Regions from separate parts of the Gossypium hirsutum genome. Here region 2 is linked to region 1. A link is a contact called in public Hi-C data. All regions are on one chromosome and are shown on one strand. The core of a region is the stretch at or near the end of the contact, and the rest is flanking DNA. Distances in the headings are between cores, read along the strand shown. Region 1 holds the start of LOC107926263 (xyloglucan endotransglucosylase/hydrolase protein 22). Region 2 holds the start of LOC107926336 (ribonuclease 3-like protein 2).

What was found. A called contact is a pair of places that touch in the nucleus more often than the background predicts.
Region 2: a contact with region 1 is called in a Hi-C map of leaf, with 1.7 times the contacts expected there. The contact joins the promoter of LOC107926336 here to the promoter of LOC107926263 in region 1. A contact is called at or near these places in 2 of 34 Hi-C or Micro-C datasets (both in leaf).

Annotation. Positions count from the first base shown.
Region 1 is chrA08:2,786,564-2,789,531 of Gossypium_hirsutum_v2.1, reverse strand. It overlaps LOC107926263 (xyloglucan endotransglucosylase/hydrolase protein 22), which reads left to right and starts at 1,376. Exons shown (of 3, transcript XM_016857062.2): 1 at 1,376-2,968.
Region 2 is chrA08:2,988,391-2,991,358 of Gossypium_hirsutum_v2.1, reverse strand. LOC107926336 (ribonuclease 3-like protein 2) reads right to left here and starts at 1,509. Exons shown (of 4, transcript XM_016857170.2): 1 at 851-1,509; 2 at 1-36. The coding sequence starts at 1,357. It overlaps LOC107926196 (a long non-coding RNA gene), which reads right to left. Exons shown (of 2, transcript XR_001692166.2): 1 at 2,682-2,968; 2 at 2,102-2,334.

The DNA.
Region 1 (2,968 bases), core at 127-2,626:
TTAGTCCTAGGTGGTACAACGCATTTTAGAGAGAGGGTTTATTGTCCGATTTGGTCCCTCCTTTTTGTTTGCACATTCGATTTGGTCCTTTCCTTCTTCATTTATTTTCAAATTCGCCCCGAACTTTCTGTTTCAAATTTAATTTAATCCCTTTTATTACTTGTTATTACTTTCATTACTATTATTATTTACACGTTATTATTATTACTTATTATTTTACTATAGTTACCTGATATATCATCATTATCATTATTATTATTTTACTTTTGTAACTTAATATATTAGTATTGTTATTTTTATTCTCATCGTCGTCATTAATATTATTATTATTATTATTATTATTAATGTATGTTTTTATTATATATGTATATATATGCATATATATTTATATATAATATTTTTATTTACTTTATTTTAATATTATTATATTATATTTGCTTTTTGTATTTCATTATTATTGCTAGTATTACTATCATTATCATTATTATTAACATATAGATATACATGTGTATTTTTCATGTACATATTAGTTTTTTCTACTATTATTACAAATATATTATTTCTGTGATTATATTATTAGAACATTATTTTTTATTATCATTTTCTTTATTGTGAATATTATTGTTATTTTTATTCTAATATTGCATTTTAATATTTGTCATTAATTGTATCATCCTTCGCAGTATTTACAAATTCCTATTGCATATGATTTTTTTTATGTTTTTAATAAATAAGGCAACATACCGATTTCAACACTAAGTCATTGATTTCATCGCTATGTTGGGTGGATATCATTGGCTCGTGTTAAAAACAAGACGTCCTTCTAAAAAACCAAAAAATTTTAATTCTCGTATTTCAAACGGATCGCGATTAAATATTAAATTAAACTTGTATTCTTGAGAATTAAGACAACGCGTGTTTAACAAGATACCAATTTTGGGCGTCGCGAGGGGACTAATACCTTCCTCGCGTGTAACCGACTCCCGAACCCTATTTTCCTTTGGATTTTTCGCGTACACCCAAATTCGGCCTTCATTTTTGTTCAAAAATATTTTTTTTTTAAAAGAGAGGATTTATTAGGTGCCCGATCACACCTAGAAAAAGATCGGTGGCGACTCCTTTTCTTTTTAAAACCGAAATTTCATTTTCAAATGTTTAAATAATCGCCTCAACTAGCGACCAAAGCGAAATTTATACGTCGCTACACAGTATAACCGAAAGAAATAAAGAAACTTATGATAGTCTCCTAAGAAATCAATGGGAGTCTTCAATCTTGACGGAAATCTAATTTAGAATCGGCTTCAATGGTGTTTTTCGAGTTATTTTCTTGAAAATTCTATAATGGCTCCCTTCTATCTTTTTATTTTTTTGTCATATATATGTCTTAGAATGCCTAAAAAAACCTAAAAATCATGATTTTTTGCTATTCAGAGTGCAAATCCGCGCAATCGACACGACCTACCATACGCTCGTATGATAGCTCATGTGGGTCACATGGTCGTGTGAAATGGGCCGGCTCGTATAGGTCCTATAGCTTGCTTTGATTTTTTAGTTTTTACTCGTTTTTCGCTCATTTTTCTCCCAAATGCTCTATTAGGCATCAAAACATAAATTTAAAGTATTAGGAGTATAAAATTCCCAATTAACGTCAAATTATCACCTAAAAACGCATTAAAAATGAGGTTAAAACATATTACTTTTAATACTTATCAATACTGTAAAAAGCTAATTGATGTAATTCTTTTATTTAAAGTAATTTATATTTGAGTATAGATAATAAATGAAAAGAAAAAGTTATCTATAAATAATAAAACCATCTCCTTTGATAGCCATTAGGAGTAAATAGGGGTAGTTTAGGTATTATAAAAAATTAGTAGAAGTAATTTAGGTATTAAAATTTAATAAAGACAATTTAGTATTTTGAAAAATAATTAATTTTTATAATTTTTAAATTCTATTTTTGCATTTAAGTTACTTGTGTTTTTTTTTATTTTGCTACTTAATGTTCAAATATATTTTTTTAACAAATTTAAATTTTATTTTTCTATTTTAATTATTTGTGATTAATTTCTACTTAATGATTAAATAATTCATTTATGTCTATTTATCCTCAAAAGTAGAGGGTTTAAATTTCTGAAAAAAATAGGAGGATTAAAGTATATTTTAGCCTTCAAATTTATACTCCATAATTTGAGATAAACGAATAATCAACCTAACGCGAAGCATGAAAATCATTTTAATTTTCATTGAAAGAATGTTAAAAATGTGAATTTGGTTAGACATTTTTATAATTAATTTAATTATTAATTTTGTTTGAGATGATGAGATAAGTGGATGAGGTTTTGTTGGTCCCAAAAATTAGTCAATCAACAATAACAAGGGGTGAAATTAAAAAATCCCTTAAGAGTCGAAATTAAATTGTAATTTTTACGGTAGAAAAATATAATTTTATCATTTGAATAGACTATATTTTTATAATTTTTAAAAGATTAAATTAAATTTTTATATTTTTAAGTTTAATCAAAGTGTAATTTTATCTTTACTAATTTAAAATTTAAAAAAAATTTAAAAAATCATATGAAAAAAATTTGCTATTCTCCCCTTGTTTCGCTATTGACAATGACTCACATTAATTAACACTACTGATTTTAAGCTAATGAAATCTTTCAGTTCACTCAAATTGCACAACAAATCAATCATGTTTATTTTAAGATTCATTTCGATATTTTCAAAATTCAAATACACGATTTCTTTTTAAAAATATAATGTAATTTACTATTGGATATAAAATACCTATATTTTTAAAGTTTATTTTAACACTCATTGATATTATCTTAAATAATTTATTTTTTATTTAAAAGCTCAAATTTTAAAATCCGATTAAGTTCCTGACTTTGATATCTATCTGCTTGCACCAACCAGACATAGGAAGAAGGCACCAAACCCATTAATTAAACATGCATTTTGG
Region 2 (2,968 bases), core at 260-2,759, 200 kb before region 1:
ATCTCCTTGTTTAACTGCCCCTACATACTTCCTAACCTTCAGCCAATAAGATATATATATCATGGGCTTAATGTATTACATTTTGATTAATTGAAATTATATAGCTCTACTGAGAGTGAATTACCCAAAATGCTGAAAATTTTGAAAAATTACTAGATTAGGTCATATTTTTCAAAATTTATCGGATTAGATCGATTTTAGAGAGAGAAGAAAAATGCGTCTCAGCATATTTGACAAGAAAATGTCTCCAGTTGAACGCACTTTACTGTCCAATCTGCTGAAGATAATTTTAAAATTTATATTTTCCACCAAATATAAATATCATAAAAAATTTCTAAAGAATATATAAAAATGTTAAAAATTTAAAAAATTCCTAAAATAATAATTTCTTAAACCCTAAATTTCAAAAATTATTACAAACCCTAAACAAAAATCTTTAAAAACCTCTAAACTCTAACTTTAAAAAGCTAAAAAAACCCTAAATAAATCATGGATAGAGAAGGAAAATGCATCCAATTAGCCGCATGGAGCGAAAACGCATGTCAAGCTAAAAGTCTTTTCTTACCAAATCCGTTGAAGTTTTTTTTCTCTATTTAAAATCAACTTAATCCAATAAATTTTGAAAAAACCAAACTAATTGGATAATTTTTCAAAATTTTCAAAATTTTTGAATAATTCGTATCGAATATTAAGGAGTTTACTACTCATTAAAGCAAATTATCGAGTACAAATTTTATTAAATTATTAAATTATGTTTTAAAACAATAATAAAAGGTATTAATACAAAAAAAGGTGAATAAACATATAAATAAAACTGAAAATTGGAGGAGAATTAACAGTTTCTGCTTACAATGAGGTCAAGAGGAGCAGTGTCTTTCCTCCTGACGAAGCGGTTAAGCCCATGCCTAGCTGCCACGTGCGCCAGTCTCTTGTTGCTTACACTTTTTTTCCGGAGCCGCGTAAGCTGGTCAGAGTTCAGTCGCGGCTCCAAACGGAAGAAATGGGTAGCAACAGCCAAGCCGAGCACCGCGTCCCCAATGAACTCCAGTATTTCGTACGACATGTCTTCGCGGCACGAAGAGTGCGTCAAGGCTTCTTCCAGGAGTCTTTTGTCTTTAAACTTGTATTTAAGGATCTTCTCCACGGCGGCGATTATCGACCGGTCCATGTTAGCGGCGGCGGAAGAAGAAGAAAACTTGTATTTCTTGACATGATTACGGTAAATTGAGCGACAGCAACGGCAAAATATTTGTAAAAGCAAAGCTAGGAGCACCGTCGCAACCGCCGCTCCGAAATTAGACGCCGGTTTGCCGTCGGCGGAGGCGCCGTCGTCGAGTTGGGTGAAGTGGTGTTCCATGGTGAAGTACAGTGATCGAATAATGAGACTTCGCTTACAATCCAAGCAATCCCAATAATTTAGCAGAAAGTAGGTTTTGGTAGAAAATAAAAGCTATTCCAAAGACAGACACACCATACTTTTTTGACATTGAAATTAGCTGCTTTTTTTTTCTTTTTTCTTTTAAGTACAGTTGGGGTTTTATCACTTTATTTTAAAAATATTTTAAATTAAAGTGTGAATTAATTTTTTTAAAAATTTTATTTATTTTTATGGTTTAAAGCTGGCATAATTAATAGAATAACTAGATAAATAATATATGGCGTGCTATGTGTACTTTATAATAGTGTACATGAACTAATTTTTTACCGTAAAAATTGATAATTTTTTTAATAGAAAGAACAATTTGTATAAGAATTAATTTGTCATTTTTTCAATAGAGGAGTTAAAATGCAATTCAACTCTTCTTCATGGTACTTTTACCATTCGAAATTACTATTTATGTTCAGGGTTCATAGTTATTTATTTCAACAATATTATCTCCTAAGTTCGAATCTATATTCTCCTCAAATGAATGTAATGTGTCTTATTACTACACCAACACTTGTTAATAAACCTTATATATCAATTAATTTGATGAAACCAAAATACAAATTTTGATTAATTTCATTTGGTTTTTATATGAATAATGCATCTTATCCTATATTGATTGTAATAGCCAATTTTGGCCTGGCCAACAAAAAAATAAAAACCCAAATAAAACAATTAAAAAGTCCAAATTTTTAATTCATTTACAATATATATGTGGCCCAACATTTTAAAACCCATTTCAGACCCAAAATACAAACCAAGCCAGCCCAAATCCTAGCCCAGTAGCTATCACAATTTTCAGCAAGCAAACACTAGTCCCCCATTCAGCCGCCGCTCCTCACCATTGGCCACCTCCCTTACCACCACCGTCGCATGCCTCCCCGCACAAGTCTGGTCGCTCACGTCACCTGCAAAACGAGACCAACATGCAAACAAAAGAAAATAACGAACAAAAGGACAAAAAAACGGAAGCAAACAACAAAGAAAAGATAACGGAGAAACAGACAAAGAATAGAAACAAAACGAGTGTGTATTCGGCTATAAAGTCGACTCTCGATCCCTTTGTATTTTTTTACGAACACTAGCAATCAAAAAGCAAAAAAACACATAAAAAAAGGTTGATTTCCGATTTTATTCTCTTTGTTTTCATTTCGTTTTTAATTTCTTTTTAATTTCCTTTTTTATTTTTACTTACAAATCTATTAAACAAAAGGGGCATAAATAATATAAAAAATAGAGGGGAGGAGAGTCTCACCATTATCTGCCGAGATTTCATCGCCGGAGGGCTCTCCTCCGTCGTCGGGATCGGACCGAATAGGGAGGGGAGAGATCCTCTTTCGCATCTCATGGGTTGAGAAGGCTTGGCCTTCGGGGACGCCTTAAGCAGGGGCTAGAAAGCCCGACTAGCACCGCCCAACCACCGCCTGTGGTGGCGCCGTGACGACGGCGGCAATGATGGTTTTCTTAAGCCCTAGCCGCAAGGGAGAAAAAGGGAGGGAGAGAGAGCCAAGAAGCTCTCTGTTTTTTTTTTTTTAAAAATGG